Linked DNA regions of Hordeum vulgare: all the other regions are linked to region 3. Evidence: chromatin contacts called from public Hi-C data. All regions are on one chromosome and are shown on one strand. Each heading gives the region's core, a stretch centred on a gene start, on an enhancer-like site or on the middle of the called end of the contact. The rest is flanking DNA. Distances are from core to core; before and after follow the strand shown.

Evidence for each region. Hi-C and Micro-C count contacts between places; a contact is called where the count stands out from the background.
Region 1: a Hi-C map of leaf shows a contact between it and region 3, with 6 times the contacts expected there. The contact joins the promoter of LOC123402846 here to the promoter of LOC123403642 in region 3. A contact is called at or near these places in 2 of 6 Hi-C or Micro-C datasets (leaf and seedling).
Region 2: a contact with region 3 is called in a Hi-C map of seedling, with 6 times the contacts expected there. The contact joins the promoter of LOC123402298 here to the promoter of LOC123403642 in region 3. A contact is called at or near these places in 1 of 6 Hi-C or Micro-C datasets (seedling) and 1 of 1 datasets of contacts at active chromatin or transcription factors (embryo).

Annotation. Positions count from the first base shown.
Region 1 is chr6H:429,778,216-429,781,365 of MorexV3_pseudomolecules_assembly, reverse strand. LOC123402846 (amino acid transporter AVT3B-like) reads right to left here and starts at 1,526. Exons shown (of 1, transcript XM_045096803.1): 1 at 1-1,526. The coding sequence starts at 1,299. The coding sequence ends at 34.
Region 2 is chr6H:429,591,519-429,594,433 of MorexV3_pseudomolecules_assembly, reverse strand. LOC123402298 (DNA-binding protein MNB1B-like) reads right to left here and starts at 1,409. Exons shown (of 7, transcript XM_045096199.1): 1 at 1,142-1,409; 2 at 936-1,028; 3 at 757-814; 4 at 624-668; 5 at 278-355; 6 at 103-192; 7 at 1-2. The coding sequence starts at 1,182.
Region 3 is chr6H:428,968,620-428,971,752 of MorexV3_pseudomolecules_assembly, reverse strand. It overlaps LOC123403642 (protein ALTERED PHOSPHATE STARVATION RESPONSE 1-like), which reads right to left and starts at 1,479. Exons shown (of 4, transcript XM_045097563.1): 1 at 10-1,479. The coding sequence starts at 1,171.

The sequences.
Region 1 (3,150 bases), core at 277-2,776, 810 kb before region 3:
CCCAGCAATTTAACCCTCGGCGAATACCGGAAATTAAGCGCTGGAAGAGTGGAAGATTTGCACCAGCGACGAGTAGGTGCCGAAGACGGAGAGCACGAGGCCGAGCACGACCAGGAGGACGTCGCTGAGAACCCCGGCCCAGCCCATCTCGGCTCCGAACACCTTCATGTGGAAGGTGGCCGGCAGCACGAACCCGAGCAGCACGCAGACGCTGCTCCCCACGAGGGCGAGGAAGTCGGTGAAATTGGGCACGAGCATGGCCGCGAGCCCCACGGTGACCACGAGCACACACCGCAGCCACCAACAGTAGCGCTTGCCGTGAAACAGGCGCTCGGCGACCTCGTACACTGGGTTCATCATCACCGGCATGGTGAAGAAGAGGTTGATGCACAGCCCCAGCTGCACGGCGGCCGACAGCCACCCGCTGCCGAGGTTGGTGGTGATGATGTCGCGCGTGGCGTCGCCGAACGCGACGTACCCCATGACACCGAACAGCCCGTACATGGCGGCGATGAACGCCATGGACAGCCCGAGCGTGGCGCCGAACTTCTTCTTGTCCGCGGCCTCCGCCTCCAGCGGCAGGACCATACAGACGCCCTCGAAGGCGTACACGGACACGCCCACGCCGTAGAGGAGCGCGGCGGGGGCGCCGAACGCGACGACGGGTGGATGTGCGGCGAGCCAGGTCGACACGTCCTGTCCAACAACGACCCCCATGGCGCCGAGGTCGACGACGTCGGCGAAGATGCTGAGCGGCGCGAGGAGCGTGAGCGTCTTGATGGAGTTGAGCCCGAGCTGGAACGGCAGCATGGCGTAGATGAAGAGCGCCTTAGGGGAGAGGAAGACGTTGGAGGAGGGGGCGAAGATGGGGTAGAGGTGCGCCATGGTGTTGGAGATAAAGATCAGGTATCCGACGCAGAAGCTGGCCTGGCTGAGCACAAGCATGGTGTCCACGGCGAGGCGGCCGGGCGCGCCGAAGACGGCGTCCCCCAGATCCCCGAACGAGGACAGCTTCTTGGGGTGCTCGTCGGCGAGGCGGCGGCGGCAGGCGACGAGCAGCATCATGCAGTAGAAGGTGAGCAGCGCGACGGAGAGGAGCAGGATGGAGCCCGCCGCCCAGCCGGTGCGCGAGAACGTGTAGGGCAGGCCGAGCACGCCGGCGCCGACCACCGCGATGAAGACGTTCGCGAACGTCTTGGGCTGCGACGACAGGTGGCCCCCTTCGGCGCTGTGGTGCGGCAGCAGCGGCGCCGAGTCCAGCCGCGACGACGACGAGCTCGCGTCGCTCCCCAATCCCATGGCGTCCGGGCGATTGAATCGAAATTAACAACGGATCAAGACCACCACCACCAGCACACACACACACACACAGGGACAGAAGATGATGAAACCGCGACCAGGCGAATTCGATGGGATTTGTATTCCTCTTCCTCTCCGGTCGGAAGCGTTGAGAGAAAACGGGCGATCTCGCGACGGGGGAAACCGATGAGAAAGGAGCGGCTGTGGTCTCCCTTTCGGAGGGATTGCCGGTGCTTTTGTAGAGAAGATGGCATGCCATCGTGGGAAAATATATTTTGCCAAAAAAATCGTGGGAAAATATCATGGACGTGGTCCATGAGCATGTTTCGGTTTTCTACGTCCCCCGGGACCACAAGAAGCGCGTGGCGGTGTATGAGTGGTACCTACACAGATGGGCAGTACTCGACGCTCGCGCGCCGACGCGAGAGCTCACGCCGGTCACAGAGCAGTCGTCGGATCGGGCGCCCTTAAACGTCAGATCTCGTCTTAACCTCGAACCACGAACGTGAGCATCTCGTCAGCCATCCTCGTTCAGCGTGCAGCGGCGCTCCCCCAGCCCCTCCCTTTCCTCCCCGTCCCCTCGCAATCGAGGGGTCCTTCTCCCATCGCCCCCTCTCGTCGGACGTCCTCGTCGCCGGTCGTCGTCCTTGCAGAGCCAACAAACGCGAGCGCCTTGTCAGTCCTTCGTTGAAGCTTTTTTGCATCAACGGTTGTAATATTTTATGTCAGCGGTTGTAGCATTTCACCATAGCAATGACCGCTTGCAGCTTTTATATGTCTGGTTGCAGCTTTTTTCATCAACGGTTGTAGCTTTTTATATGTATAATTGCAGCTTTTTTAATCAAAGTTTGTAGCATTTTATGTCAACGGTTGCAACATTCCGTCATGGCAAATGACCGCTTGCAACTTAACATATGCCTGATTAAAGCTTTTTCATTATGGGTTTTGAAGCTTTTTTAAATAGCCATTGCAGCAATTCTGGGTGACGTTTGTAACACTTGTATACGCGCGCCCGGTCATGGCGGCATGCGATGAGGACGATGGACGAAGGCTGGATCCGGCAATGCGGACGATCGACGGTGGCGGAAACTGGCGATCCGGGCGGACCGATGGGGCACGGACCGACACAGCGGCGGCGACAGCGCAGGGGCGCGCATATGTGGACCCCTTCCACCATGCGCCGGACCACACTCGAGCCGTCAGGATTTTTAACTTTTCAAAAATTTCCCTATATTTCCAGAATTCGATAGCTATTCAAGTCTGTGCTCTTTAATACCCTCTCATTTCACTAGTATTATAAGATGTTTTATCTTTAATTTTTACCTTTAATCTGAGTCAAATGTAATTAGATTTGTTTTACTGTGTTTATACACTCTCTTTTATTTCTATCTAATCCGTATTGAAATATTTAAAACATCTTATAATTCAAGAGAGAGGGAGTACTAATATAATTCTCACTAAGTTGTGTTCTCCCATGATTACGGTAGTTTCACATTGTTCTTATGTTTTTGTCCACACCCAAAAAAAGAGATGGTTTGGTTCCACGACCCAAGTTCTTTTCTGGATTTTTATGGGGATCCCATTCTTTATATGCCAACCGTCAAATATTCATAAGTTGTTACATAATCCCTTCGTCCAGAATTACTTGTTGCAAAATGGATAAAATGGATATATCTATAATTAAAATACATCTAGATACGTTCATTCCTATCACAAATATTTCCGGATGGAGGGAGTTCTTCCTTGATTGATTGTTCATAAAATGTCCTATTTTTTGTAAATACGTTTTAATCTGTTTGTTCACCCATTTTCAGTTGGTATTTTGTTTATAGTAGTGAACAGTGGGAGCAT
Region 2 (2,915 bases), core at 160-2,659, 620 kb before region 3:
TCCTGCAGGCAGAAAAATCAATCGTGTCACTAAAACACTAGAAGGTAAACATCATTGGCACTCGAAACATAAACCATCAACCAAAATGCTTAATGTTTATACCTCATCGCTACCCTCGTCTTCGACCTCAGATTTGGAGCCCTCAGCCTCCTCATCATCCTGAGTCTTGGCCTTCTTGGAGCTCACACTCTCCTGAAGGAATAAGATATGTCAAATTAGCACTAGAACTTTGAAACCTTCACAATTGATGGAACATGCACCATGCTCCCAAGATTACCTTGTTCTCGAAGCTGGCTTTGGTCTTCTCATAGTCCTGCTTCTTCTGTCCAGCCTTCTCCACATAAGGTGCTTTGTCCTAATAACAAATTAAACAGGTCAATAAACCAAATATACAGTACATTAATCGTGCCACCTAGTAACAAATATGTTGTTTAGTGGAACAAATAGATGTGCATATTGCATTTAACTATTCAGTTACGACTGAGCCACTTCACATAAACATACATTGAACAAACTAAGCCGTAGTTTTGTGCAGCTTATGTATGTTAAAGAAGTACTAACAGATAAGTACACTAGGAAAGATCTATGCAGAGACTAGTTTGAGCATTGCAAGATGCACTCACCTCATCAGACATAGATCTCCACTTCTCACCTGCAGCCTTGCTCACCTAATCACTCAGAGCACGGAAGAATCAGCTTGAGATGTCTACACAAGACACGAAAAAGGTGAAAAGAAAACAGTGAAAGGTAGCTCACGTTGGCGACATTCTTGTTGTTGGGGTTCTCCGCGTTGTACTGCTGCCTGAAGTCAGACCTGCGAAACAGACACGAGATACACTAAGAAACCAAGAGGAGACCACAAAAGCTGAACAAAAAGTAGAACAGATCTGGAGATCTGGGAGACGAAATAGCAGCGCTGGAGAGCGAGGACTCACATGAAGACGAAGAAGGCGGAGGGCGGGCGCTTGGGCTTGCCAGCGGCAGCGGCGGCCTTCTTCCTCTTGCTGGCGCCGCCGGCGGCCTTGAGCCTGCAAGAAACAACCAGTCACACAACCTGCATACATAGATGCGAAACGTCCGGCCACGGCAGGGATCCCTGCCACCCTTCCTCGCAGAGTTTGACGAGAAGCGGAGATCTTACCTGCCCTCGCCCTTCTTGGAGGCGTCGGCCTTGCCCTTCATGGTGGAGGCCGCCGAGGGTACGGAGCTAGGGTTTTGCGGGGGGGCAGAACGGAGGAGGGGCGCGGATTGGTTTGGGAGCGTGGGGGGAAAGGGTTGGGGCTGCTGGTGCTGGGTTTGTTGGCTTTGTGGCGAGCCGTTGTGCGGTGCGGGGCCGCGTGGCCGCGTGGGCGTGCGTGAAACGGGGGAAAGGGGACAGCGATGCGGGTTGGGTGGGTGCAGACGCTGCGACGCGTGGGCGCTGTGTTTTCCGTTTCTTGGTTGAGGGAACGCGTGGGCGCAAGGAGGGTTTGCATTGCGCAAAACCGCTAGTCGCATTTTTTTTTCCGTTCCTTAGGGCGCGCGTGCGGTGGCGGAGCGTGACACGCAGTTAAGGAGGGACAAATTTTAAACAGAGGCAAAGTGTGATGGAAAATAGGCCGGCTCGCACAAAATAAGATGTCAGTCGAATACCTTTTGCACTTCGGTTCAACAACGGTCGTCGGCTCTCGGCTGGTCATCTTGAGTTCTTGACGATGTCGGCGTGCGACAGCACGAAATGTTGTGTGTTGATCCATCAGCTCGCGTGACAGGCGGTGGTTAACAATCCAAGCTGTTAACGAGGACAAATAAAATTGAGATTTGCAAGTTTGATCTTCAAATCTAATCGTCATAGATGTAGGCATAAATATTAGTTGAAACAAATTGAGACGCTTTGAACATGATCCATAAAACACGCACACTATTTGTTTGTGAAGGCGTCCGAACGGGTTCCGGCTATCCATTCATGTGTGTGCATACATTTCAAACAAGTTTTACAGAAATTGAATGATTTTTATATAAATTGGATGATTTTCATTTAAACCGGACAACATTCACTAGATTTTCGATATATTTCATTAAACTAAAGAGAAAAATTTACTCGAGGTCCTCATACTTGTCTTGGTGGTCACTTTAGTCATCGTAGTTGGAAATGTTGGAATTATGCCCTAGAGGCAATAATAAATGTATAGTTGTTATTATAATTCCTGTATCAAGATAATAGTTTATTATCCATGCTATAATTGTATTGAATGAAGACTCATTTACATGTGTGGATACATAGACAAAACACCGTCCCTAGCATGCCTCTAGTTGGCTAGCCAGTTGATCAATGATAGTCAGTGTCTTCTGATTATGAACAAGGTGTTGTTGTTTGATAACTGGATCACGTCATTGGGAAAATCACGTGATGGACTAGACCCAAACTAATAGACGTAGCATGTTGATCGTGTCATTTTGTTGCTACTGTTTTCTGCGTGTCAAGTATTTGTTCCTATGACCATGAGATCATATAACTCACTGACACCGGAGGAATGCTTTGTGTGTATCAAACGTCGCAACATAACTTAGTGACTATAAAGATGCTCTATAGGTATCTCCGAAGATGTTAGTTGAGTTAGTATGGATCAAGACTGGGATTTGTCACTCCGTGTGACGGAGAGGTATCTCAGGGCCCACTCGGTAATACAACATCACACACAAGCCTTGCAAGCAATGTAACTTAGTGTAAGTTGCGGGATCTTGTATTACGGAACGAGTAAAGAGACTTGCCGGTAAACGAGATTGAAATAGGTATGCGGATACTGACGATCGAATCTCGGGCAAGTAACATACCGAAGGACAAAGGGAATGACATACGGGATTATACGAATCCTTGGCACTGAGGTTCAAACGATAAGATCTTCGTAGAATATGTAGGATCCAATATGGGCATC
Region 3 (3,133 bases), core at 230-2,729:
AAAACTCACCATGGTACACTGAGCTCCGGGGGTGGTATTGGTAACTCCGCCTCTCCACCTCCAGGATCGGTGCGACCGCCCAGACTGCATCCGCCGCCCGAACAAACTGCGCCTTGATCTCCCCGGCGATGTCTGCACTCCCGTATGACTTGCGGTGCGTTGGCACGGAGGCTGCGACATTAGGCTGCGCTGGCGCCTGTTGCCGCGACACGCCACCCCCGGCGAGCACTCCCTTATCGACCACGCAATTCTCCTCTTCGCTGCTGCTCATGCCGCCGACCGAGCTGCGCCGGCTACGTGCGCCGCCACTCCCCCCCATATAGTGCTCGCTGGACACCTCCTTGACGACCGCGTCGTCCTCCTCGAGCTCCGGGATGCCCTCCTCCTCCCGAACGTCTCGCGAGCACCGGCTCGGCGTGTACGGTGTCGTCGCCGTGGTCCCAGCGCCGGCAGCATCGTAACAGTAGTTGTCGTGCACTTGGTAGTCGTCGAACACATTGAAGAAGTCCCACGAGCTCGCCCTCGGCGGCGACGGCGGGGGTGCAGCCGTCCTACCTGCCGCCGCGGCCTCCCCTCCGTAGGAATGGTACCGCGCGTGCCCACCCGCCGGGTCGGAGGAGCCGAAGTAGACGCGCTCCGACGCGGGCGCGCGCTGCTCGACGGCGACCGAGGCCGGAGGCGGGCGGCTCCGCGCGTAGTAGAGCTGCAGCGATCCCGGCGGGTACCCAAACGGAGGCTCGTGCTCGTAGCCGTAGCCGTAGCCGTAGCCGTAATGCGGGAAGTGAAGCGCGTGCGGGTGGTGGAGTTGGTCGTGGCGGGCATCGTCGACGCGGCGGGGAGGCGAGGAGGCGACGGAGCCGGAGTCGGACCCGGAGGACGGCGCGAAGTCGATGTGCGAGGAGGAGTGCGGGGGAGAGGAGGGCTGCGGCGGCGCCGGAGGGTCGACGGTCTTGACCGCGGCGGGGAGCGTGAGCCCCGTGCGCGGGCGCGCGGAGGCGGAGACGAGGAGGATGTGGAGCGAGGAGGAGACGGAGAGGAGCGAGCCGGCGAGCGCGGCGTGCGCGGCCCCGAGCGCGTCGCGGTGGCGGACGGCGACGGCGAGCAGGTCGGCGCGGCCGCGGCACAGCGCCACCGCCTCCTGCTCGTCCAGCTTGGACCCCTTGCAGCCCATCGGCGGCGCTTAGCAATCAGCTCGATCGGCTGTTGGCTGCCGCTGCTGCCCAGTCACCACAGTCCTGCAACGATCGCCCCCCGGGCCGACCTTATAGGCGGCCGTGTCGTCCCGCCATGATGATGATGATGACACCGACGGACTTGGGGGGCTGATGGGGAAATGATATCGATGGCTGTGTGTGTGTGTGTGTGTGTGGTGGAGCCGTGGAGGTGGAGCGGAGCAAAGTGGGGGAGGGGGAATCTGCTCTTGCCGTTTTGCTCGTGGGAATTTGTTTGCACTCGCTCGACTCGGTCCTTCCTTCTTTTTCCGGGCTTCATATGGAAGGGGCGCTCCTTGTATTCTTGCGGTGGGGGAAAGGCCCACACACACGACGACGGTCTCTTCTATCTACGCCCCCGAGTCGAGAGTGTGGGTGCTGGTGTCACTGGTGTGGGTGGGGAGTGTGACGGGAAACGGAGGGGGGATGACGGACGACAGGCGAGGCAAGGGCAGCAGCAGCACCGGACCGTCATGTTATTTTCGCCTCTCTCCATTTAACAGGTTTTGTTTGTTTCCTTTTGGAAGCGTAAGCGAGGCCAGGGCTGCGGCGGCTGGCGAGGCGGTGCAGGGCGCGCAGGCTTTGGCTTTGGTTTGGTGGCATGCGCACAGGGGGCAGGCATTGACGCCTCCCCGGCTTGATGGCCGCGGTACGGGCTTGGCCGGTCTCCATCAGCGGATTAACGCCAAGTGCCCGCCCGGGCGACTACCTGCTCTCTGCGCTGCTCCGCTCTGTCGAGGGGATACGCTGCGGTGGCGCGCTGCTGTTTTCCTTTTTCCTTGCTTGCTGGGGGCTGCCGTGCTGCGCTAGGCTTTCTTAAGGTTTCGGATTGTCATCGCGTTTTTTGTTCTTTTTCTTTTGTGGGAAAAGAAAGAAAAGGGTACTTGGGTGCCCATCGATTACTATTACTAGGGCGTGCAGGGGTCTAGGAAATCTCAGCCGAATAAAAGACCAAGCGTACCACTGCCCCAATGAGATGATGATCATGTATGTACCGCCCCGGCGACAGGCCGTCTTTTGCTTTGCCTTTTTATTCGCTCTTTGCAGCCCATGCCCATCGGTTGGTGCTTCTTTCACATTAAGGGCAAATCCAACGGGCCCATACAAACGGACTCCATTTTCTGGTCCGTTCGTGTTACACGTATTAGACGGGCGTCTGTCCCTTGTTTTGAGAGCAACTGATGGGTTATAATTTCAGGGTAGGGTTATAGGTCTACCATATAGGTCCTACTCAAAGACTACCTTTAATAGAAGACAAGGCCCTTAGACAGTTTCGATTGAACTAAGAACGCCCCCATCATCCAATCGGCGACGATCTGCTCGGAGCATATCTAACGTACCGACTAGAATCCACTCTGTACATCGTAACCTTCGAGGAGGGCAACGGACATACGTTTTCATACACCATTATTAGCATTTAAAGCTTACGTTACCTGTAACGTAAGCATTTACTCGCCACTATTCCACCCTGTCCACCGGGCCATTATGAAGGGCAGCGCACTTATATAAGCCGCCCTTCACCACTGGTACGGGGGTTGGCACTTGCTGTAATCCTATAATCCACTCGACACAAAGCTCCCAAGAGCACTGAGACGTAGGGCTTTTACCTCCACCGTAGAGGGGCTGAACTCATACATCCTCGCCGTAGCTAAGGCTCCGCCCATACTTTCGTACACCATACTTCTACTGTCAGACTTATACCCACGATAATTGGCGCCCACCGTGGGGCAGGCGTCTAAGCGACTTTCGGCGAGTTTGCGATTTCATCTTTTCGTCATGTCGTCCCGCGGAGATCTGTGCATGGGTCATGAGATCCTCTTCGGCGCACTCTCCTTCATCGTCGATGATTCGGCACGGCTTCGGGATGCGCCCCTCGACGTCGAGGCGCTCCCCAGTCGCGGGGCTACGCACTTCCATGCCGG